Regions from separate parts of the Mus musculus genome. Here region 1 is linked to region 2. The links are chromatin contacts, called in public capture Hi-C maps. All regions are on one chromosome and are shown on one strand. The core of a region is the stretch at or near the end of the contact, and the rest is flanking DNA. Distances in the headings are between cores, read along the strand shown. Region 1 overlaps Sinhcaf (SIN3-HDAC complex associated factor). Region 2 overlaps Tmtc1 (transmembrane and tetratricopeptide repeat containing 1).

Region 1 (6,370 bases), core at 164-2,663, 630 kb after region 2:
AGATTTGTCTAAGATCCCCTAGACTCAACATACCACAATAATAAGTAGCCTTTGCCCATGGTGCAGGGAACATGATACCAACAATGAGTAACCAAACTCCACTGCTAGCTAGAGAAATTATCCAATAGGACCCTCTGGCTCCTTTCTTTCATGAATGAGCCCATGAAACTCCTACCTTTGATCCAACTTGGCTGTCTCTTCCTTTTCCAGTCCCAGTTCATTAAACATCACACAAAAACTGCCAGGCATCAGGATGCTGGATCAATATGGACACTGGACTACGGGTGCCTGGAGAACTTCAGCATGACATTGACAGCTGGCACTAAGTTCTGGCTGTTTTGAAGCTGTTTTTAACCCAGGATTTCATATACCTCAGGTGGTCTAGAATTGTGATCTTCCTGCCCCCATCTTTTATAATACATTTCAAACTGGCATTAAAAACAAAACTGGGGTTTTCTGGATCAGCTGGAAGAGTGCTGCTGTCTAGTAAGGCGAGGACCAAAGTTCAGATCCCTTGTATCCAGTCATGTTGGGGCACAGCTGTAATCTCAGTAGTGGAGGCAGGAGGGGGTCCCTGGTGTTTCTAGTTATGCCACAGCTTTAGTAAGAGATCTTGTTTCAAACACTAAAGGCGTACACATGAACCACACACAAACAGGTAAACTCATCTTCCATGACCAGCCTTTGCAGGAAGCAGAAAACTTTTCTGGATTAAAGAGGCACTGGCTGCTGGACCATCAAGCTAGTTTACAGAGTAAACAAATGTGGGCTGGAGAGTTAAGGTCCCTGGTTGCTTTCCTTTTCCAGAGGAAGGAACACCAACGTACACAAATTTAAGAATAAATAAATAATTTAAAAAGCAAGCAAGCAGGCTGGAGAGATGGCTCAGCTGTTAAGAGTACTGACTGCTCTTCCGAAGGTCCCGAGTTCAAATCCCAGCAACCACAGTGGCTCACAACCATCTGTAATGAGATCTGATGCCCTCTTCTGGTGTGTCTGAAGACAGCTACAGTGTACTTTGGGCCACAGCAAGTGGGCCCGGAGTGAGCAGAGGTCCTGAGTTCAATTCCCAGGAACCACATAGTGGTTCACAACCATTTGTACAGCTACAGTGTATCATATACATAAAATAAATAAAAAGCAAGCAAACATTGCCTGATGAGGTGGCACACCCCTTTAATCCCACCACTCAGTAGGAAGAAGAAGGTGAGCCTCTGAGTCCCAGGCCAGCCTGGTGTACAGAATGAGTTTCAGGACTGAGGCCTATACAGAAACCCTGTTTTGAAGAAAAAGAAAGCAAACAGGAATCAGAAAAGCAGGCTTTATTCAAGTTAAACTCTTTACACTTCCACTCAGCTGCAGGTTTGTTTAAGAATAGTGGTGATTTGGATAAGAATGGCTCTCAAAGGCTCATATATTTGTTTCAATGTTTGGGCTGCAGCTTGTAAAAGTATGGGGAGGATTAGGTGTGGGCTTGTTGAAGGTATGTTACTGGAACTAGGCTTTGAGGAATCAAAAGCCCACCCAGCTTTCTCTACCTCTGGGTTGTGTCTCTCTCATGATTGTCTCAATCTGAAAGCTTTCAGCTTGATTCAGCTTCATGCCTGACTGCCTGCTGTCAAGCTCCCACAATGGTCATTGACATTTCCTTCTGAAACTGTTAGGCAAGATCCCAATTAAATGCTTTCTTTTGTAAGTTTCTCTGGACATGGTACAAAAATGTAATTAAGACTGAACTTTACAGGACTTTTGATCAGTGTTTGATCACTTGGCTCATGGGTGTTTCAGAACAGATCCACCTTCCTACTTCTGTAATCAGTGGTAGCATCATAGATCAAAATGCTAGTGTGTTGGTTCAGTTTGTCCTAGTTGGTTTGCCAATTTCACAAACCTAGACTTCTCAGGGAAGAGAATCTAAATGCCTCTGTGTTGGTTTAAATAAGAATGGCCTCATAGGTTCATGTATTTGAATCCTCGTTTCCAGTTGGTCAGCTGTTGGAAAGGGTTAGGACATGTTGGAGATGGTGCGCTTTGAGGTTTCAAAAGCCCAGGCTAAGTTGCTTTACTGTCCACTGACTTCTGGTAAGAATGTAAAGCCCTCAGCTACTTGCAAGCACCATGCCTGCCATGATAACAAAGTAACCCTCTGAAACTGTGAGCAAGCTCTCAACTAAATGCTTTATCAGAGGTGCCTTGGTCATGGTGTCTCTCACACCAACAGAATAACTAAGGCAGCCTCTGTAATATGTGGCACGTTTTCCCGACTAATGATTGATGTGGGAGGGCCCAGCTCACTGGGGAATTAGTCCCAGGTTGTAGAACCATGAAAAGCAAACAAACAGTCGGCAGCTCTCCTCTATGGTCTCTGCTTCAGTTCTCACCTTGACATTCTGACTCCTGGCACTGGAAGGACAGAAGCAAACAGTCTATATACAAGCTTCCCAGCTCACAGAAACTGGAATATGAAGTCTGAGAAACATATTTTGTATATAAAAGCACCCTGACTCTAGGCACACTAAAGACAAAGGAAAAAGCAATCTTGATTGTGCCACAGCACATGTGAAAAGGTCTGAGGAAAATGGTGGGAGCTAGTTTTCTCCTACCTTGTGGGTTCTAGAGACCAAATTCCAGATTGTCAGGCTTGGCAGGCACATAGCCAAAGCCATCTTACCTGCCCAACAGTGATTACTGAGGCCAGCCTGGATACATAACTGTCTCAAAAATTTTGTTTAAAACTTCCATGTTTGATTTCATTTCAGTTCCTCATAATTCTGTAAAGTTGTTTCACACAAAAGTCCCGGTCTAACTCTCCCCACAGATAAGCAACCCTTGTCATGGACATTCCATTCATGTTAAAACCACTACACAAAGTCCTTTGTATGTAGCTACCATATCCACTTATCCTAGAGTCTGAAGACTTTTCTACCCAAACCCCTGCTCATCAAAAATTAAGCTTGGAGCTGGAGAGATGGCTCAGCGGTTAAGAGCACTGACTGCTCTTTCAGAGGTCCCGAGTTCAATTCCCAGCAACCACATTGTGGCTCACAACCATCTGTAATGAGTATCCGGTGCCCTCTTCTGGTATGTCTGAAGACAGTGTACCCACATACAAAAATAAATAAATCTTAAATAAATAGATAAATTAAATAAATAAATCTTAAACTTTATATCCATTTTATGTAAATGGGTGGTTTTGTCTCCATTCATCTGTCCCTCTTGTGCCTATCTGATCCCCAAGGAGTACCAAAGGTATCAGAGCCCTGGGAACAAGAGCCAAAGATGGTTTTGAGCTGTCATGTGGGTGCTGGGAATCCATCTTGGACCCTCTGTGCAAGTACAGTTAGTATTCTTAACTACTAAGCTATCTCTCCAGGTCCTGAAAAAATTCTTACCAGAGACCTCTAAAACAAAGTCATGAGACAACTTTTATTTTTCTAATAAGACTAAATTTATTCAATACCCTAGAGTAAAGTTTTGATTATAAGTATCCAACAGTATAAAAAGTACAAAACAGATCTGTAGATTTCTAATATATTAATACAAAGTGCATGACTACATACAGTACATCCTACAGGCAGAGAGTGGAGGGGGAGAAGGCTGTGGTTGAGGTCTAGTAATAAATAAATAAATACAGAAGTAGAGATGATCCATCAAAGTATATTCTACCACCAATACTGCAGCCAAAATGTACAAAAAAAAAAAAAAATCCCATGTCAAAGTAACGCAGGAGAATGGTAATGGCTGGACTCTGTATTACACCAGGGTTGTGGAGAAATGGCCCACTCATTGGGCTGTCTGTGCACGTGGTAGCTTGTACTAGGTAGGTTTTTCCTAAAAGGAAGAAATACACAATGTAAAACTATAGGATGCCACAAACTGTGGCTTCTCCTTGTTGTGAAACTCTAAAAGACTTTTTAAAATCCAGTTTCTAAAATAATCATGAGGAACAGAATACTAAGGCAGCCACGTATACCTCCTCTACGAGGTCTCAAGTGGCACTACTGTTTTTCCTGAACTCTGAGAAGAGGCAATTAGACAACTTCAGTTGGGTTCCACTGAGAAGCCAACCGAATCATTGAGATCTAGAGGTGTGGAGCTCCATTCAGTTTCTTGATGTTAAGAAGCCAACCCAACCCACCAACTTAGCCTCAACACACAACTCTTCTCTTCTAGTCAACTTTAAATAGTGAGAGGAAAACAACGAAGGAACAAAACCCCAAACCCTAATAAGGTCTATGACAAGGCAAGAACTACTCTATAGATAAAACCTCCACAAAGGTCAACTGAGGTAATCCAGAGCTAGAACTGAATCATGTGGATTTCAGTGAATCCCCGACAGTCGTGTTAACACCAATGTCAATTATTTACATACTGTAAGCCCTCTAAGAAACGTGTCCCAAGCAGCATCAACTGTGCCCCATGCATCCCCAGGACTCACACATTCTGATGAAGTGGTTTCTAACCACGTGCTCTCTACTTTGTGGTCATGCTTTGGGACTATCCCTAGTCAACCTTGCCCATCCTAGAGGCAAGGCCTTCCCCAGAAGGAGATCTGGTTCTGTTTTACAAGATCCACATAAAGTCTTTTATCAATATGAAGATAAAGGGAGGCGACACGGTGCTACTTGTGTGTTCAGAAATTGTTTCCTCCTTCAAGCTATTTGCAGAAAGCTCAGTCTGTCCTGCTTAATAATCAGTAGTACAGGTCTGACTCATTAGGACCTGGCAACGCCTTAGCATTTACAAATTTTAACTACCTTCTAGGGGCAGGTCATGCTACTGAGTTATGACAAATTATCATGAGGGAAAACAAGTGTAGCCAGCCATTTAAAAATGCCCCAACCACTGCCTCTCCACAGAAAGACTAAACTACATATGGTTTATCACACAACAAATCCCATCTCTGTCCCCTGAAATTCCCCTAATTCCATTCATTAGAGGGGATTTAAAAAAAAAAAAAAAAAAAGACTTAAAGAGCACTTTACAGCAGCATTCAGCTTTCCTATGAAATACTCAGCATCTTAAATATTATGTACACTTCTTTTTCTTGCAGTAAGCTAGAGACTGGCTTCAGAGTTTGTTGGATGAAGGGTAAGGACAGTAACCCATTAAAAACTATTCTAGAAAATGTCTTTTGGCAGAATAGCAGGTATCCAAGTTAAAAATAGGAGGGTCAGTTTGTTTTGTGGTCTTTTCAAAGTTTAAAACGCTCTTTGCTCCCTTCTAAATGAACCTCAGTCACCACTCCTGAGTGGAGATGGGCAGAGGTGCCGGCCCCTGCTCCTCGGGCTTCTCGGCAGCTGCTTTCTTACTGCTGCAGCAAGGCTTGAAGAGATGAGTGTCGATGAGGACTTCCCCAAAACGGCCTTTATAGATGATCCCACAACATATTTTCTGTCTAAAAAGAAAGAGAAAAAAATGGAGAACAAAATATATTACAAACATGCATTTTCTGAAGTTGGCTCCCCTCTTCATGTAGGATCCAACTAAGTCAAGCTTGGCAGTAGGGTCTCCTTTACCCTAAGCCATCTCTGCAGCCCCATAGATTCTCTTCTCTTGAAGCACTTTTTGGTTAGATCTTTTTAGCAAATTCCACTCTTCCCTGAATCTCTCCACATCTTTTTTTCCATTTCGATTTCCTTTATGTCTATGCTCATGTTTAGGATTTCCGTATTTTATCAATCTTGGATACTCATCAGATTATTTATAAAAATAAGCTTGCTTATCCCACCTCTACTTCTTAAAAGCAGTCATCGTTTGTCCACACATCTTTATTTTGTGTGCATGGCGTGTGTGTGTGTGTGTGTGTGTGTGTGTGTGTGTGTGTGTGTGGGTGTGTGGGTGTGGGTGGGTGGGTGTGTGGGTGTACACATGTACATGTCTGCAGAGACTAGAGATCAACAATAGCAGTCTTCCTCACTGCTCCACACTTTATTTTTTGAGGCAACACCTCACCGCTTTAGTTAGACTTATTGGTCATACATAGCAAAGGCCTGGGATCCTCTCCCTTCCCCCTGCTGAGAATCAACCTCAAGCCCACTTGTATTATACTGTCATTTCCATTTATATGGGTTGGTTTCTATTACTGTGTTCTGGCTGATGTAATTTTACTGTCTCTTTAATTTTTAAACTATCTTGTATAGAATATACTTTACTGCTTGCTAGAGTACTAAGTGGTCTTTCAATAGCTAGCTTTGAGTATCTTAACTAAAACTATAATCACTATAACCACTAATTAATTTGGGTTTGGGCAGAGCTAGATACATACTGAACCTAGGTCCTTACACATATTAACTAGTAAACTTATGAGCCCAGCCATGATCTAGCATATTACTTCACTTTCTCTGTTCCACTTTTTTTGTCTTTATTT
Region 2 (6,898 bases), core at 4,180-6,679:
TGTTGGGATTGTGTGTGTGTGTGTGTGGGGGGGGGATGGGGAGTAGGGGGAGGGGGCAGGAGATGGGGCAGTAAAGTAGGGCTTTACTTTATAACAATATAATGATCACATGTCTGGGTCTAGCATGTATGGTTTGCAGTAAATGCAGCATCCCAGAAGTCTGATGGCTTAAAAAAACAAAACAGTCTACAGATACAGAATGCTACAGTCATTCAGTACCTATGTGAAGCCCCCTCAGGACCATGCTGTCCAGAAGCTGAGATATAAAATGGCCACAGAGTCTGTCCTTAGAACCTTATAGGGCTGAGGACATGTGGTCAGTTAGCAAACAGGGACAATGAAACACTCACTCCTGGGTATTGTATCAACAGATCACAGTGAGCTTAGCCCAGAGCAGACACAGAACTTCCAGAAGGCAAGCAGCAAAGCTGAGGCTTTGAGGATAAAGAAAAGAGCTGGGTTAGGAGCTAGAAGAGGAGGCAGTGCAATGTCCTGAGCAGAAGTGGTCTGAGTATGAGATGCCCATCACAGCTCACGGTAGGGATGCTTGGGAAAGTTGTGGAGTCTTTAGAAGGTAGAAGCTAGCTAGAGGAAGTAGGTCACTGATTGGAGGGTGGTGGTCCAACACTTAGGTTTTATGGCCAGGTCCCATTTCCTATCCTTTGTTTCCTGACAGGGAAATAAGAGTAGGGACATTGGAGACATGGGGGCTGAAAGAGACTAAGAGGCACTTGATCACTGAGAGACCTGACTGAGAGTGAGGAGACCAAGAGCCTGGTGATCAAGCAGGAAACCCTGGGCTTTGTTTGAAAAGCAGTGGGGGAGTCAAGGCAGGGTTTGAAGAACAGAAATGAGACCAACAGTTGAGTGTTTGAGGATTACAATGGCTGCGTTGTGGAAATGGACTGCAGGCAGCAAGGCCTTCTGGGAAAATGCTCTGGAAACTGCAGAGGAGAGCAGGAGGAAGCAGGGTGATAGGAGAGGAGAGGGAGAGGGAGAGGGAGGCAGCTGTGGCAAGGAGATACAGGAAGCAGGTAGGAAGGGCAGGATCTATGATGGAACCAACCTTACACCCATAAGCCAACTCTGTTTTTGTTTTTCCTTTCTTCACTCAGTTAATCCTTCTTTTTGTTTTCTTTCTTTCAATAATTTGAGATTGAGAGATGACTGTTGACTGATGGATAAGATTTTACAAAATTAATGCTGGCATATACAGTCAATGCTAACTTAAATGACACAATCATTTCAGAAATAATTATTTTGTAATTAATGGAATAAGGATTTTGAAGCATCAAAAGCCTTGCTTAAGTTTACTCAGATAGTCTCTCATAGCAGCCATAATGAAACACCACAGCTTAAGTGGCTTAAACGAGAAATTTCTTTCTCACAATTCTGGTGATTAAATTCTAAGGTCAAGTATCTAATCAGCTGCTGTCTGGGTAGGCCCTGCTCCTGGCCTGTGGACATCTCCCCTCAGGCTGTGTCCTCCCATGGTCTTTCCTTGTCCATGTACTCAGTGAGTAAATTCTCATGTCCTTTTCCCATAACAGCAGCAGACTTGGGTCAGGCCCAATCTTAATAACTTCATTCATTAGCATTTCTCTACAGATTCAGACTCAAAATATAGTAAAGTTGTATGCTGAGGCATTATCATGTGAATGGAACGTAGGGGACTCAGCCTATAAAAGTCACACAACCTTTGCTCCCAACCACAAGCACATAATGATTATCAATTAGCATGGAGGTGTATGTCCAAACACCACATGGCTAAACCCAGATGCTGTATCTCTCATCAGATGCTTGTCTGTAGCTGAGATTACAGGCTCAGGGGGTCCCAACAGGGTCACCCCAATCTCTGAAGATAATAAGAGAAGGGTGGGACCAGGAGAGGATTGGCTTGCCACATGCATCTGCTACGTAAACATGACCTGAAGACCAGACAGCAGATAAGAGGCGCGGGGCTCAGGTACAAGGTGTCTGGGCCTGGAGCCTGTTCCTTCACTTGAAGGGAAGTGGTGGCAGGATGCTCTTGAAAGCAGGGAGGACAGGACAGAGGCCTGTTTGGAAAGAAAACCCTGGGACTTATTTTGACTAAAGGAGAATGGTTGATGAGGATGAGGAAGAGTGACAAGATGGGAAACTGCTTTGTAGGCAACTGAACTCTACCATGCTACCTCTCCAAGATGAAATTTCCATTTCATTTTTAAATATGAAGAGATAATATTAGTAGGGAAACTCCATGCACTATATAAAACCCACTGGGGAAATACATTAGGACAATTTTTTTTTAAAATAACAGTCTCTTTACATTTAGCCTCACTTAAAGCCCCCTGGCTGGGGCTCAAAAAACTGTAGAGAGGCCTGATGGGGCTAGCTGGACACAGTAGATGCCAGATTTGTACCCTGTTGCAGGAGGATAGACTTGGAGTATCAGTCTTACTTCCTGTGGATGCTTACCCAGGGACACACTGCTGGACCACACGACTCTATTTTCAATCCCTTACAAAATCTCTATACTGTTTCTATGATGGCTGAATTTGTTTGCATTCTCACCTAGAATTTGTATGGGGTCCATCCTAACTCAGCCCTCAGCTACACTTATTCCTGGCTTGTCTAAAGCAACCATTCTATGGAGTCCAAGCTTGTCACCATTCACAATCCTGCTTTATAATTCCAAGAGCATTACACCCAGATATAAAAGCCCTGCAGTCTGACGTAGCCACACTATCCTGCAGTTTGAAGTACCCTCCCTTCTTCAGTTCTGCTTTTGTTGGCCTGTGTTCACTCTTCATTGTGCTTTTTAAGAAATCATTGCCAGGGTCAGTATCAAATAGCTTCCCCCTTATTCACTGTTATCAAGATTTGGTAACGTAAGGCCCATGAATAGATGAACAAATAAAGAAGTTGTGACTTTGATGTACGATAAAATATTATTCAGCTTTACAAAAGGACATTGTGCCATGTGTGACACATGAGTGGGCCTAAAAGACATACAGGAAAAATGTTGTGTGAACAAGAATTTAAACCCACAGAGGCAGAGAGCAGGATGGTGGTAAGAGAAAATGGAGAGGGAGAAACAGGGACAGAGTTTCCAATCAAAAGATCCAAATCCAGTTAGGTGGGGTGACCCTAGAGCTTACTTGGGGAACCCTTTATTAAAGCACTATAATCTTGTTTATTTTTGTCATGTCAAATAAGAGACTTGAGAATCCATAAAGTTCATCACAAATAAACTCTTGTGTGTGTGCACACTTGCTAAGTGCTGAGATCACAGGGGTGTGCCAACACTAGTGTGGGTGTGCATACTTGCTAAGTGCTGAGATCACAGGGGTGTGCCAACACTAGTGTGGGTGTGCACACTTGCTAAGTGCTGAGGTCACAGGGGTGTGCCAACACTAGTGTGGGTGTGCACACTTGCTAAGTGCTGAGATCACAGGGGTGTGCCAACACTAGTGTGGGTGTGCATACTTGCTAAGTGCTGAGATCACAGGGGTGTGCCAACACTCAGCATTTTGTTCTATTTTGCTATTAAAGACTTATTTTTGTGTGTATATGTGTTTTGCCCACATGTATGTCTGTGCAGTGCCCTCAGAGGCTACAAGAGGTCTTCTGGTCCCTGTAACTGGAGTTATAAATGGTTGTGAGCTGTCATATAGGTGTCAGGAATCAAACCCAGGTCCTCTGGAAGAGCAGACAGTACTCTTAACTGCTGAGCTAGCTCTCCAGCCCTTATTGCTCAGTGTTTTAACACATGCATTTCACATGTCTCTCACACCTTTCATTTGTAGATGACTTGAGAAATAAAGGAAATTGGGAGGGAAGAGACTAGCCACCTTCATCAGGTATCTCTCCTGGGCTTTAAAACATTGATTTATTTTGTTCACATTGCTGAATAACAGGTTGGTAGAACCTAGATAGAAACCAAACATTAAGACATCACCAATGGCAGCTGAAGCATCAGAGCAAAAGAAAAGAGGAGAGCTGTGTTTCTTCTCAGTTCTGAATCCTGCTTTGACCCCAGGTTGCATACTGTACAGACAGGTAGAGATACTTGCATACCACTCTTCATCAACCAAATCCTGAGCCAAGTGCCCACCTACCATGGGACACAGTCATCATTTCATTCTAGGGCAGATGTTAATCACTCTATCCTGTAATACAGATGAAGAAATTTCAACCACGGCCAAGAACTAGTTAAGCTCTCCTAAAGCTGGTTAGTATCTGATGCTAAGGACCCCAGTAACATTTGCACTAGGCCACTTCCAGCCCCTCAGGGAGTCCTCCTTTCTTAGTCTGCCTCCTCTCTGTCACTCAGTATTTTTCTCTTCTCTAATTACAGAACATAGAGCACAGCTATACTCTGAGAACTTTACACAGCGTTTACTGCAAGGCAGACAATGTTAGAGGTATATCTCACTTCTTACACTATACCTTAGATGATTAACACTGTTATTCTGGATTTTCAATGAATTTACATAATTTTCTCAAGAGCAAGCAGTTAAACAGGTGAACTTACATGCTGTCAGAAAGTTTAACTCCAGACATCACTTTCAGTCACCCATCCTTCCTACTTCAGAAGCCAGCAGTGAAGTGTCCAGTGAGATCACCATTATTTCTCACAAATGAAGCCACATACCAGACTGTCTGGCCTCCAATTTTTCCCAGGACTTAGTGTCAAAGTTTTATTTAAAGTATCAGTTACTTTGATTGCACTTGACACAAAAATTCACCTGGTCTTCTAAGGCCTCCCAGTCTAAAGTTCCTTTCAGCACAGTTGTGGAATGGTTGTTTTGCTAATCAAGCACTCCCTCCATACTTCCACCTAAAGGGGCAGAAGGTTCAGGATGCAAGTCAGTGTGCTTTCTGTTTTTGTTCCTGTTGTTGTTACTATTATCCTCCTCCTCATCATCATCACTTTAGCTGTTGGCATCAGCTGCAGACAGCTTGAGTCCCAGCTTATTATCTTTGGAGCATATGCCTCCTTCCACTCCACCACCTATATAAGCACCTAGGTTTGGTTAAGCAGTAAATGTCATTAGATGCCATTGGCAGAATGTGGCTTTATCCAGGAAGCATGTTTGACACAATAGCAGAATGGTTGGAAAGTGTTCCATAAAACATCACCTATTAAAAGTGTGAGAGATAAGATTAAACCAAGAGACCATGAGGAAGTTCTTTGCCTGAACTTCAACACCCTGTATTCCTGAAATGACCCCAGATTGAGGTACCAGGAGGGAAGGAGCCCTGTGTTCTTTGAGAACCTCACTGAATGAGGAGGGCTGGGGAAGAGCCCAGGGGTTCTTTATCTATCAGGTCTGTGAAGAGAAGCTGCATTAAAACAAACAAAAGGAAGAGAGTTTGTCTTTAGTGCTGTAGCCAAGGGTAAAATGTTAATGATCCTACAGACTAACCCTCACCTGCTAACAGCCCTATTGGCATGCACTAGGTCACCCCAAAGTGAAGCAGCAGGGCTGATGTTACAGGACATCTGATCACACCATGAACCCCAGGTGCTATTTACTGAGAAAAAAAAAACCTGTTTATAGTTGTGGTGTGGCTTAGCACTAGGCACACATGCTGGCTGGAATATAGACAGGCCCTTAGCACACACCTTCATTCCCAGACACTGAAGATAATGAAGATAAAGTTTGTAGAAGGAAGCCCCCATGTTTGAAAGTGAGGTCTGATTGAGTAGCAAACAAAGTGCCAAATCAGAGAAAGATTTGACAGAATAGGATATGCCAAACTCTTACAAGAAGAGAGAGGAAAAGGGAAGCTACTTGAGAGCAGCACAGAGAGAAAGAAGAGGCAGTTTTTCCAGGAGAGTTATAGAGAGACAGGATGTAGAGTTTGAGGTCAGACAGTTTCAGGATATCCAAGGATACATAGTAAGAAAAAAAAAAGAAAAAAGAAAAAAGAAAAAAGAAAAAAGAAGAAAGAAAGAAAGAAAGAAAGAAAGAAAGAAAGAAAGAAAGAAAGAAAGAAAGAAAGAAAGAAAGAGAGAGAGAGAAAGGGGAGGGAAGGGGAAAGGGAAAAAGGGAAAAAGGGAAAAAGGGAAAAAGGGAAAAAGGGAAAGGGAAAGGGAAAGGAAAGGAAAAAGAAAAAGAAAAAGGAAAAGGAAAAGGAAAAGAAAAAGAAAAAGAAAAAGAAAAAGACACACATCCCCTTCCCTACCAGACCTCCCCATTCCCTGGAGCCTCAAGTCTCTCAAGGGTTAGCTGGGGTGGGGGAGGGTCTAGAAAGCACCAGAGACCTGGGAGGTGAGAGACTCTCAGAACTCAAAGGAAGGACCTTAGATGAAATGCCCAACAGTGAGGAAAGGGAACTCATAGAGCCCACCTCCAGTAGAGAGACAGGGCATCAAGTGGATGGGTGGGGTTGCCATCCCACAGTCAAAAATTCTGATCCAGAATTGTTTCTGTCTCAAAGGACTACAGGGACAAAAATGAAGAAGAGACTAAGGGAAAGGTGGTCCAGTGAAGGCCCAACTTGGGATCCAGCTCAAGGGGGGAGAGGCTACAAGGCCTGACACTATCACTGATCTATGGTGTGCTTACAGACAGGAGCCTGGCTTGGCTGTCATTTGAGAGGCCCAACAAGTAACTGACTGAGACAGATGCAGATACTTACACCCAACCATTGGACTGAAGTCTGGGACCTCTTTGGTTTACCAACAGAATGAATGGAAATATGCAACCGGGGTTGGGGAGGGTCTAGAAGGTACCAGAGACCTGGGAGGTGAGACGCACCCCAGCTGCATATTTCCATTCATTCTGCTGGCCCTCAGGACTTCTGTCTCTTGCCACAATACCTGATCATGTCCCCCTTTTCCCCTCCCCTCTCCCACCCATGTTCCTCCCTCGTTCTGCTTCCTGTGATTATTTTCTTCTCCCTCCCA

The links. Capture Hi-C pulls out chosen DNA fragments and counts their contacts.
Region 1: a capture Hi-C map of embryonic stem cells shows a contact between it and region 2, with 4 times the contacts expected there. The contact joins two enhancer-like sites. A contact is called at or near these places in 1 of 115 datasets of contacts at active chromatin or transcription factors (embryonic stem cells) and 1 of 9 other capture datasets (embryonic stem cells).

Annotation. Positions count from the first base shown.
Region 1 is chr6:148,917,633-148,924,002 of GRCm38.p6, forward strand. It overlaps Sinhcaf (SIN3-HDAC complex associated factor), which reads right to left. Exons shown (of 6, transcript NM_019643.4): 6 at 3,425-5,398. The coding sequence ends at 5,239. Among named protein-coding and RNA genes, the nearest start is that of 3010003L21Rik, 24 kb to the right of the region's middle. Within about 2 kb of position 1,414, at least 6 of the 459 cell types and tissues checked have an H3K27ac peak or open chromatin away from gene starts, as enhancers often do. A contact at or near this core is called in embryonic stem cells, where this site is marked.
Region 2 is chr6:148,285,757-148,292,654 of GRCm38.p6, forward strand. All of the region lies in intron 10 of Tmtc1 (transmembrane and tetratricopeptide repeat containing 1), which reads right to left. Among named protein-coding and RNA genes, the nearest start is that of Gm52483, 43 kb to the left of the region's middle. Within about 2 kb of position 5,430, at least 5 of the 459 cell types and tissues checked have an H3K27ac peak or open chromatin away from gene starts, as enhancers often do. A contact at or near this core is called in embryonic stem cells, where this site is marked.